Regions from separate parts of the Drosophila melanogaster genome. Here region 1 is linked to region 2. Evidence: chromatin contacts called from public targeted proximity ligation data. All regions are on one chromosome and are shown on one strand. The core of a region is the stretch at or near the end of the contact, and the rest is flanking DNA. Distances in the headings are between cores, read along the strand shown.

What was found.
Region 1: a targeted proximity ligation map of the Kc167 cell line shows a contact between it and region 2, with 4 times the contacts expected there. A contact is called at or near these places in 44 of 107 Hi-C or Micro-C datasets (the Clone 8 cell line, the D17-c3 cell line, the Kc167 cell line and 13 more) and 4 of 7 datasets of targeted methods (the Kc167 cell line and the S2 cell line).

The regions. Positions count from the first base shown.
Region 1 is chr3R:25,980,306-25,986,117 of dm6, reverse strand. Nf1 (Neurofibromin 1) reads right to left here and starts at 3,105. Exons shown (of 17, transcript NM_001276050.1): 1 at 2,770-3,105; 2 at 2,383-2,526; 3 at 1,899-2,283; 4 at 1,702-1,843; 5 at 1,052-1,645; 6 at 669-990; 7 at 54-606. The coding sequence starts at 2,826. It overlaps fid (fire dancer), which reads right to left. Exons shown (of 5, transcript NM_143196.3): 5 at 3,382-5,812. The coding sequence ends at 4,821.
Region 2 is chr3R:25,885,047-25,890,383 of dm6, reverse strand. It overlaps Lnk (Lnk,), which reads right to left and starts at 1,842. Exons shown (of 4, transcript NM_170247.2): 1 at 1,319-1,842; 2 at 106-729. The coding sequence starts at 606. SppL (Signal peptide peptidase-like) reads right to left here. Exons shown (of 7, transcript NM_143180.2): 2 at 4,555-5,002; 3 at 4,364-4,489; 4 at 3,886-4,077; 5 at 3,365-3,818; 6 at 3,153-3,273; 7 at 2,154-3,086. The coding sequence starts at 4,846. The coding sequence ends at 3,018.

The sequences.
Region 1 (5,812 bases), core at 1,856-4,355, 94 kb before region 2:
TAAAACGAAATTATTATTAATAAAAATATGTATGATGAATTTACCAAACTCACATGTGGACAACTGAGCCAGCTCCTGGTAAATGTGGTAATTCGGCATAATAAATCCGACTGTCAATTCATCAGAACTGCAGCAAATCTCAGCCTCCTCGCATAGTAGTCCAAAACACGATAGCGATGTCAGCACCGCATCTAAATCAACACTCCACAGGTACATGAAGAAAACAACTTCCATCTTAATGTGAGCCTGCTTGCAAATGGCAATCTGACTTCCCACATGTGCATAATCCTTGTGTCGCTGAAGAAAAGTATTCCGACAGATGAGGATCTCGCGTAGCCACTTTAAGACATCAGTGTAATTGGCAATTTGGTGTTGAATGAGCTTTTGCGAGATTGAAAACAGTACTTGGGAGCTAACGTCCCAGAACGTATTGATCGGAGCCTCTGGATTCCAAACCTCTATTTTCTCCGGGGCGTGCAGAGCAAGCAGCGCCTCCATAGCCTCTTGTGCCACATCGGGCATGGTAGTTTGATGCACCAAACTAACTAAGCCGTTGATGAGCTCCAATGTGGAGCTCTGCACTTCATGTGCCACTTTTCCTTGGGTCTATATTACAAAACAATTGTTAAATATGAGACTATTATCGATCAAATTATCAAATAACTCACATTCAACAAAAGCGTGGGATCTGCATGAATTAGCCGTACGAGTAGCAGTAATAGCATTTTGTGGGCGGGACCCTCTTCAGCGCGGGTTAAACCTTTCTGGGTATCTTTAGATTTGAGCGTCAGGGAGGTTATGTAGCGCAGTGGCGTATGGGCTATATAACCCTGGGTGGCCTTGTTGAGCGTATCCGTAAACAAAGCTCGTAGCTCAGCAGAACGGTAGTGAACCACATCCGTTTGCGGCCACCAAGACAATCTCGGTTGGTTTACTATTCGAAAGGGGTTCTTGTTCTGCAAACGGAAGTCAACGTATATGTGAGCCAACCTATAATGGAAAGTATACATGTAAAAGTCAAGAGTTTTATATAGCTACCCAAGTAAATTACCTTAGCAGAGAGCACACAATTACAAAATGGTAAGCCTGCGGCGAGGACAAATTCAGGCAAACCTTTAGAGCCTCGATGTTGTGAGGATTAATCCGGAAACAAGACACCCAGCAGTCAATCATCAGCTCGATATCAGCGAAGTTGTACCCCTGACCGCGCGAAAAGGGCTTTGCTGGATTAAAGAGCAGTGCCTTGAGATCGTTGATAAAGAATTGCACCAACTTGAAGACCACATTATTGGAGTCGGTGTTGTTGATGTAGGTGGATGCTTTGCACAGCTTTACACAGGCAATTGCCGCAGATTCGGTCACCTGTTTGGATGGTGAGTGCTGGCCCAAGCCTCTCTTGATACTCTCGATGAACTGCTTGGCCGAGAAGTCCTTGTCCCGGGACGTGGATTGCGCTGACTTCGAGGCAACCTTTTCCTTGTCCTTTTCCTTCTCTTTCTCCGACTGCTGAAGTTCGTTAACAACAGCCTCAAGGCAAGAGGGATTCAATATCAGCAAGAGCATTTGAAGCGGCCAAACAAGAGTCTTGCTTTTCTTGTTTTCGGTTTTAAAGTACTCTACAAAGTCCATCAGGGGTTCCCAGCAGCTAAACGAAACAGGATCAATTAATGTGACTTTAAAAACGCTTGTAATTCCTCTTACGTTGATATATCTCGATTGGTTCCTCGTTGCAAGTCCTGGAACTCTTGTGGATGGTACTCGATCCAGTTCCAAATAGCCTTCTCCAGCGAGTAAAGCAAGATCAAAGGTGGAGCACGCTTCGATCGAAACTTTGTGATGGTTTCTGGAAACGTAAAACGTTGTTTAACCTTTCCGAAATATTAAAAAAGTTAGTTTACCTTGTAGCAGCTTGGTTAGCTTTATCATATCCATATCGATGTGTTGAATTAATTCTATGTCGTTGTAGTCCGGGTTTTCCTCGGAACAGGATGTCAGCTCTTGAATCCTGGCCGATATGCGATTGAACACCGCCGAGAAGTGATTCTGGGACAAGGCAAAGAGCACCTTGGATGCCAGGGCCTTGAGCTGGGCGGCATTCGGATTGCTGTCGCTCTGGACGTCGACAAACTGGGAGATCTCGCGCAGCAGAAGCTTCACATTCATGGCCTCTTCAAAACGTGCTGTGTCCTTGGTCTGGTTGGTCAGACAGCGTTCCAGAGTGGTCAGTATGATGACCAGCGACTCAAAGTAGCAACGCTCTGGCTCATGGCGATTTTGAAGGGCCTGCAATGAAATTTTTGTTTAAGTAATTTAATCGTATCCTAGCCCCATAAAATAAGGCAACATAGTTTAAGGGTTAACAATAGAGAATGGAGTACTTACCGCCTCATTGACCCTCTGCAGCATCTTGGTGAGACCGGATATGACAAGGGAGAAGCGGTAGCGCGATATGTGGATCAGACAGGCCACCAATTGGTCCTGGCTCATCCTGGCCTGCGTGCCATAGGCACCGATTCTGTTTGGCAGCTGAAAAAGTAAACCATTGATTGCTCAATTCCACTTCATTCATGCGGGAACCGGTGTTTTTGTTATTGTTGCTATCTCGCTCTCCCACGCATTTGATTGAGAGCTCACACTGACAGAGCGGGTGAGGCACGCACACTCGCAAGGTCGCTGTGAGCATGTGTGGGGGAGGAAGAGGCAGAGCAGCAGGTACATTTTTTCGCTTGCGAAAACGCAACTGCGGAAAAGCGATTGGAAAACACTTGCCTGATCCTCGAAACGTGCCAAAAGGGCGCTAGCCCACTCGCCTGGCTTCTGGGTCATCTTGTTGTGGTGTTTTAACAGTTGTTTATGCGTTTTTTACTGCATTTCAGCAACTAAATAGGGCAGCTTTTCGTTGAGCTTGGGGAGTGGCAATTGGTTGAGTGGCATCTTTGTTCGTTATCCTTGGTGTTTTTTTCAGTTCCTGAGACGTTCACTTCCTTCTCTTCCAACAATTTGGATGGTTTGGCTTTACAAAACGGGCACTGTTTCTTTTTTTATGGGAATTTTCTAAGGGCTTACAGGCTGTTATTTGGATGTTTATATTGTGTGTGTACCGCCTTCCATTTCTTTCACAATACCGAAACGCTTTTATAAGTGATAACAATTACATCCTATCGATATATCGCTTATTTTCAAATAGTGATGGCATCAGACCAACTAGTACTGAATTCATTAGGGTGACCATAAGCCACAAGTAAATGCGCGCGCTCACAGGAGCGTTTAAAAATTCCAAAAATATTTGGCCTTCATTTCGTTCTATCTCATTTGATGCTATTATTTTATATGGTCTAAGTGTTCCAATTAGAAATATAAATGATTTTTAAAACAGATTCAGTTCAGTAAGTATTATTAGTTTATTTAATGTTGTTGTTAATGCATTACAAATTATCAATATTAAATATTTCAGATGGTTTTGTAGCTTGGGTTTTGAGTTAATTCCGTTTGAGTGTGCCTGTTTGGCTCTGTGCAAATTATACATATTTTCCAGCAATACTTAATGTTTATAATGTTTCAGCATTTCGAGCAGTAATAGGTTCAAATCGAGTTCTATCTGTTGTAATTTAGTGTTGCGTCCAACGTTAGTTAATATTTATTCAATTGTTCTATTATTTTACGGTATAAAGTTAGTTTAGCTAGCTAAAAAACACATGTACAGTCGCATATAGGTATATATATGTATATATTTGGTTTTATTGAAAATGTTTGCGTTATTTTTCAAATAACCCTTCTTAAGCTGACAAAAATTTGAGTTTAGGCATAGGCTTATGTTACAATCGTCTTATTGGCCGTTTTTGGGAAGTGAGTTGGGTACTTTATCCAATCAATTAAAGTAAATAAAAAAGTGCTTTAAAAAGGTGAAAAATTTATATATGTGGAAAATTGTGAGCTTGCGGAAAGAGTTTCTTAAACTGTTTTGTGTATATATTTTTGATTTTACTTTGCATTCGATATATGTACGGTTTTCTCATAGATTTAAATGCAGTTATTGATATTTTTAGAGGGTTCTATTAACTTTGCAGTTTTAAGGAGTGTATACATGCACGTACATAGTTGCTATATTACTTTGTTCTAGCTGCTTAACTGGTATCTTGATTTTCTCTTGTATAAGTGGTATATGTTGGCTGCAATGGACGTTTGATGATTATTCGCTTCGAAATTATAGCATAAAGTGCTTGAAACTTAGTCTGCAGATAGCGCAAGATACAAACAGATGATCGTTGTAAATAGAATATGCTCGTATAACTAGTAAGATTTGTATTTAGCTTGCGTTGTTTCGTTATCGCATTCGATTCGATTGGTTTCGTTCTTACAGCTAAGTTTTCCTTTGAAATTGGATTTCAATGCAGTGCAATCCTGCGTTCGCGTCCTTGAGCAGGCCTGCTAACAATAAATTAGTGCTGGATAGCAGGACGGGCCTTCCCCGCCCCGCACCGCCAGCCGACTAGAGTAATAGACTAAATTTAACAATTCCTTTGGGGGCATCAGATCAGAGACTACAGCTAGGAAATGGGCATTTGTTTTAGATCAGGGATTCAAACGGGTAAACGGGTACGCCTTGAAAAAATCAAAAAAGCTGCTTGGATTTTGAATGTCCTAAAAAGATATTCAAGTGTTTTTGTAGAGCAACTTAAAATGTATTAGATGCGTATAAAAAAATGTAATTCAAAGTAATTTAACGTATATCCTTTAAATATTTGGTATACATGCTTCGGTCCCAGTAATAGCAAATAAACTTAAGTTTCGTTTCGAATCCCCGTTTGAGAGTTGGGTGCTTAGATGGTCCACACCTGAACCTTCTCGGCCACCACACACCAGCTGGCCCGCTCGTAGTAGGAGCTAACGATGTGCAGGCTGGCCACATGGTGGTTGATCAGTGCGTCCAGCTCGCCCTCGCGGAACACATGGTAGTAGCGGTGGTGTGTGCTGGCTCCGCCCTGGGAGGGGCTGTCCAGGGAGTTGGTGGAGCTGTTCGAGTGCTCCAGGGAATCGTTGGAGGGACGCTGCTGGAGATTCGGTGCCTGGTTTGGCTCCTTCTGAGGTTGCTGCTGCTGCTGCTGGGTCGTCGGTGGTTGGACCTTCAGGGCAGCCATGTTGCGCCTGCGCTGGCCATAGTCCGACATGCCTTCGCCCAACTGATCACCGCCTCGGGCCTCCAGAGCCTCTGCCTCTGCATCCTCATCCTGTTCCTCCTGCTCCTCCTCCTCTGGTATGACATCGTCTTCATCCTCGCGCACATCACTATCCCCATCGTCCTGCAGCAGGTAGGCTGTCTCCGGATTCAGCTGATAGTGTCGATTCCTCTTGTAGTTGAACTTGGAGATCTTGCAGTGCTCATAAACGCCCAGGGAGTAGCTGGACTCGTTCTCCTCCTCCTCCTCTTCCTCACCATCCTCTTCCTGGATGGTGAAGCTGCGGGTTTGGGAGGATAGTGATGAGGTCGATGAGCTCACCGGGGATTGCTGCAGACTTGGCTGCGTGGAGAGGTTAGCAAGCATCAAGCGACGTTCCCTGAGCTCATCCCGGAAAGCACTCAGATCACCATTAGAGCGCTTCTTACCGCCACCCAAGATCTCGGACAGATCGCCCATTCCGATCCCATCCAGATACCGGCACTCAGTTCGATTTGTTTTGTCATCCAGTTCCCGCTGCAGTTGGGCACTCAGCTGTTCCGCGAATTCTGCGCAGTCCTGCTTTTGAACGGCCTCCCTCTTTTCGGGGAGGAGAGGGGCACTATCTGCATTCAGGATTATATCATCTTCGGCAT
Region 2 (5,337 bases), core at 593-3,092:
AATCATGTCTAAAAAAAAAGTATAAGCATCAAGTGTGGCCTCGAAATAATCAAAAATCAATCTATTCAATGATTTCGAGAGGATTTGAGAAGAGCATCAACTCACCTTGCCCTTGCGCAGTCCTTTGAATGATAGTCGTCTTAATAGAGACTTTGAGAGCAGTTTTGGCACCTCGTGCTCCTCCTCGAAGTCCAGCGAGCCCGCACCTGATTTAAGAGTGCTCCTCCGCTTGAAGAACTCCGTGTCGTAGTGCGCCGAAAAGGATTCCACAAATTTCTGAGCAAAGCTGCGATGCTGGATGTTCCTCGCCTCCTCCGGCGGCAGATTGCCATTAATGTACGTGATGCACGCCTTGGCGAAATCCGAGGCAGCCACTCTGGCGTGTCGTTCGCAGAACTCCTCCCAACTGGTTCCACCGTATGCATACGAAGACACTCCCATGGCGTTGCCCGTGCCAATTGGTGCGGGTATCAGGTCACTTCCTGCTGCTGCTGCCGCTGCCGCCGATGAAGTTCCCAGGCTGTGATGACTGCTGGCCGACGTGGGCCCAATGTAACCGCCAGCGCTGAAGGCGCTCGTATTCGCTCCTGTGCTATTGCCACCCATTTGGCCAGGTGGTTGCCAGTTCCGCTGGTCCAGGTCCTCCTCCTGCTCCTGCTGCCGCTGCCTCTGCCGGTTCCGGTTCAGTTTGCCACACGAGTTACCCAGCTGGAGTCCGTTTCAAAAGCGCTGAAATGTTAGACAAACAATGCGATCGCGGTTTAGTCGAGTTACTTCGCAAAAACAGCGATCATTGCTGATCGCTTTGAAGAATACAAAAGCATTTATAGTTTAGTTGTTATATGTATTATATATTGGGCCGATGTGCAACGATCTATTTCTATTCTCTGACTCACAGGATTAAGGTTTTCAACGAGTTGGGGGAATTTTGGCAACTTTAATTCTAGAAAACTTGATAAGAATTAAGTGCTGACCAAAACAAAACAATAAAAAGTTAGCTTTGCTTGCTATTTAAACACAATATTGATTTTACAAGCCTGTTTATTGAGTTATTTAACAGCCTGACTTATTGATGGCGCAAAATGGTATATTTTCTTAAAACACGGGTATGCAATGTATATAATGATAAGCGCCCAGACTTAAGCACATATTTTTGTTCATAACAATGTACACTGAAGAATTTTGCATTTATGTAATGAATATTTACGCATGTTTGCACATTACATTAAGTAACACGCATTTTCAGTGCCACAATTAATCCTTTTTCTCGGCAATTAAAAGTAAACGAAAACAAACTTGCGGCGTAGCCCACACACACCCACTCACACAAATGCGAGGGCAGACACACACACCCACACAGCGGCGCGGTGGTGAAAAATTTCCCACAGGAATTTCCACGCCTACGTCACATCGCAATATGCGCGTGGAACACGCTTATAATATAATCAAAAATACTATTGAATTTGCCACTCGACACATGTAAATAACTCACTTTGCGGTTTAAGTATTATCTAAATGCTCGGCATCTTTTTTATGCTTTTATTTTTCTACACAAAGTGCATGATATCTCGCTCACACGCACACACACACAAACACACGCACATCCGCTCAAAATATTCTTTTGCGTTGTTTTGTTGTTGCGAGCAAAAGGAAGTGGCGAGTTAGTCAATAACTGAAGTGCACATACACTTGTTTGTTGTTAATTCGTAATCATTGGTTGCCAGTTCCGCTTGAGCTACCGTCTGGTTGCAATATTATTTATCACTGATTTGTTTGTGTTTTTTGCGATTTAAAACGAAAAAACCTCGACCGTGAAAATTAGAGCCGGACGAAAATCGATATGCATAGTATATATCTATCGATATTTGTTGTATCGATGTTCTTTCTGGAACGTAACCCCGCTAAATGGAGGTGTGTACTCGCTAACATGAATTTACCCGCTAAGTTGTGACCGCTCGCCACAGAAAACCCGATTACCGCAAGGTTGTAAACTTTGGTAAGCAAAATGGTGGGAAACTTAGGAATATTTTGGCGCCAACATTTAAATGTAAGGTTTCAAAAAAGATCTACCTACTACATTACAAAAAGCGTACATGCTTCCAATTTTTGTAAAAAACGCTTATAGGCAATGTTGTTTTAAATCTCACATTTTTATTGTTTCTATACGTTTCGAAATTGCATTTACTTAAAATTAATATGTAACTATCGTTTCCATATGCATACAGTATTTATTTATTTTTAGCTGCGTTAATAGTAAATAATTAAAATTCTTGAAACTTAATTTTGTGAAACACACGCAGTGCAACAGTTGTCGTCTAGCATTATTAATTGATTTATTGTTTGCAACGAACACATGCATTTTGGCAAAACATCATTATGGTTGTGAAGATGTGTGGGAAACATTGGGTGACAAAACGAAAAAATCGAAGGACGGAAATGAGCGTGTGAAACGGAAACGGATCTCGATTAAATGTGTATGAAGGCGAGCTTACTAACTATTATTTGTTGCATGGTGGTTTGTTATTATTACACATAACTTAAGTATTTACAGAACGTACTGCCCGGAACAGATTTCGAGTGGATGATGTATGATTGAAATTCGAATCTCAAACTGTCTTCTTGCTAGTCTTTTCGCTATGGTTTACAGAGTTATTAGTAATGCCTATTAGTTAGTAACTAATATTTCGCTTGACCTTTGTTCTACTCGCTAGTTATCTGCATGATTGGAGACATTAAAGCCAATTTGAATGAACTCTCGTATGAAGTATATATATATGTGAATATATAAAACCTTTCCGCTTAGGCTAAAAACTATAATTACTCGGTTTTTGCTTTTATTTCACTATGAAAACGAGGATCACCTAACTTAAAACGAAACTTAGTTAAGTTGAGTTAAAAAATACATACTCAATACGTTATTTAAGAGACAAACGTTAGTATTAGATCTTATGTGTGTGTGTTCTTCACATTGTATGCTGTTGGTTTTTTGTTTTTCTTTGCTTTTAGATAGAGTACACTCAGACTTCCAGTTGTTTTGATGGTTGTTGCGCGATAAACGGCTCGCTCCACATGCGCCGCAGGTCGCCCTGCAACAAGTAACAAAACATTACAGATATCGACCAAATTCGGAACTATTCGAGCATGGAGTATACCTTCAGATACGCCATCAGCAAGAGCGGCAATAACGTAAAGGGCACTAGATACAGCAGCGCCGGCTGGGCCGCCTTAAAGACCTCGGAGCTGACCGTCGCCGTTAGCAGGCCCAAGAAATAACTGCAATGTAATGGAAATTAGTATTTATATATATTTTTATAAGTAAGCAATTTTTCGTATACTCAAACATTCCATTTATTCAACAACTTACCCCAATAAGGAACAATGAAAGTATGTCAACCGGGAGCCAACTCCTCTGGGTGGTGACAATGTGGGATCCGATGTGACGCCCTGCGCCTTCTTGTACGCATCATACCGCAAGACGAAGCACAGCAACAGGCCCGGCATCACCACATCACCCAGGCCCAGCATAGAGAAGTGACCGGTATTGTGCAGGCTGGGAAAAACAAGCTTTCCGGGCAGATTCAGCTTTGGTGTGTCCCGCACAATGCCACCCAGATGCAACTTTCTGGCCACGATGCCCACGGGATTATCGGCGGGTCGCGTCGCCACCTTGACCATCACGTTGGTGCTGAAGATGTACGAGGAGAGGAATACCCAGAAGACGTCGTAGATGAGCAGGCCGGTCAACAGCAGCGTGGACACCTTCAAGCTGGGCAGACGCACAAACGCTATGAATGCCACACACAGGCCCATGCCCATTGCTATAAAAAAAAGGGGTAAAACTTTGTTACAGGAAACTCTTTCGTACTTTTTCACATCGTTTCTTACCATCCATTAGCAGCCAGTGGCCAGTGAGCACCCATATGCACACAATCGATACCGAAAGCGTAAAGCTGAAGAGCTCCGCGGCTGTGAAGCGACCGCAGAATCCGAAGGAGAATCGCTTTCCATCTGTGCATGGCCTGATGATGTACTGGCACATGGGCAGCAGCAGAAAGGCCAGCGCCACGGTGGCTATAACTGTGGAGAGAGATTTCAAATTATTGAATAAAGCAAAAAATTCGTCATGTTTTGAATAAGTATGCAAGCTGAATGGTTCTGATGGCTTTTATCGCTTTCGAGTTGAAAATTAAAAGAAGTATGAGTTTATCAGCGCATAAATTTATAATTAAAAAGCTTGAATGTGATTCGAAGAGTAGCTTGTGACTGCGTTACTGCATTGTGTGGATCCCTTTTATTAAATATTTTTGAAGGAAACCATAAGCAGATAAACGGGTAGAAATATATATAATTTAACCACACTTACTCGCTGTGCAGACGGCGAAGAGCAGCTGCATCGAGTCGAAGAAGAAGAACATGATGAGCAGTGAGATGGAAGCTCCGAGGGGCAAACAGAGGGCATGCATCGTGTCCAGAGTGGCGAATTTATCCGCTGTGAAATACAGATCTGAAACTTATAAAACATTCCTTATGCTTTTAGATCCATTTCACACATACTTGGTTCCTTCTCGACGGGCTCGCCGGTAAGAAGATTGGTCATCGATTCATTTCGCTTCTTCTGCTCCCGCTCGCGGGCCTCCTGCTCGATGTTTAAGGAGCGAAAGCTGCCGTAGACTATCAGCAGCATCGATATGAGGCAGGTAGAGACCCGAGACGAGTCCATTACGCTTGAGACCGTCCAGTGGAGTTCGCGGTATTCTCCACCGCCAGCTGCCGCTGCACCGCCTCCAAGTTGGCCGGCTCCAACAGTTTGAGCTCCCAGACCGCCACCGGCTCCACCGTGCGACATGCTCGCTCCGGTTCCTCCGGATGCGACTTCAATCTATATCGCAGATATAGTTTCAGATATCACTTGTAGTCGCCAGTCGGCTGGCTTCTTCGCTTATCGGTCGTCCTGCGCTGGATTTATCGCGTTCTTATGTCAGCTGCACCGCTTCAATCCAAACTGAAATGAAAAGTATTTTGGTTAGGCATATTGATTTAACGATAAGTATTTTGTTTGCCGACCTTATCGCACGTAACCCCGTATACTTTTTTACCTTCTTCAGGTTATTTGGACAACTGCGATTAGGCTATTCGGAGCACACACTCACTCCCAAGGTTTATTTTCCACGATGTCGCCTTAAGTCGAGCGCGGAAACCTTGGGGTCAACTTTCACGCGCCTCACGAATTAGGTAATGAAAGCAAATTAGAACGCCATACACACTCTAAAAAGTGAAGTACAATTTAGAATCGTCAGCAGCCCGAAATTCATTTTAAGCACCAGAAAGTACTTGATC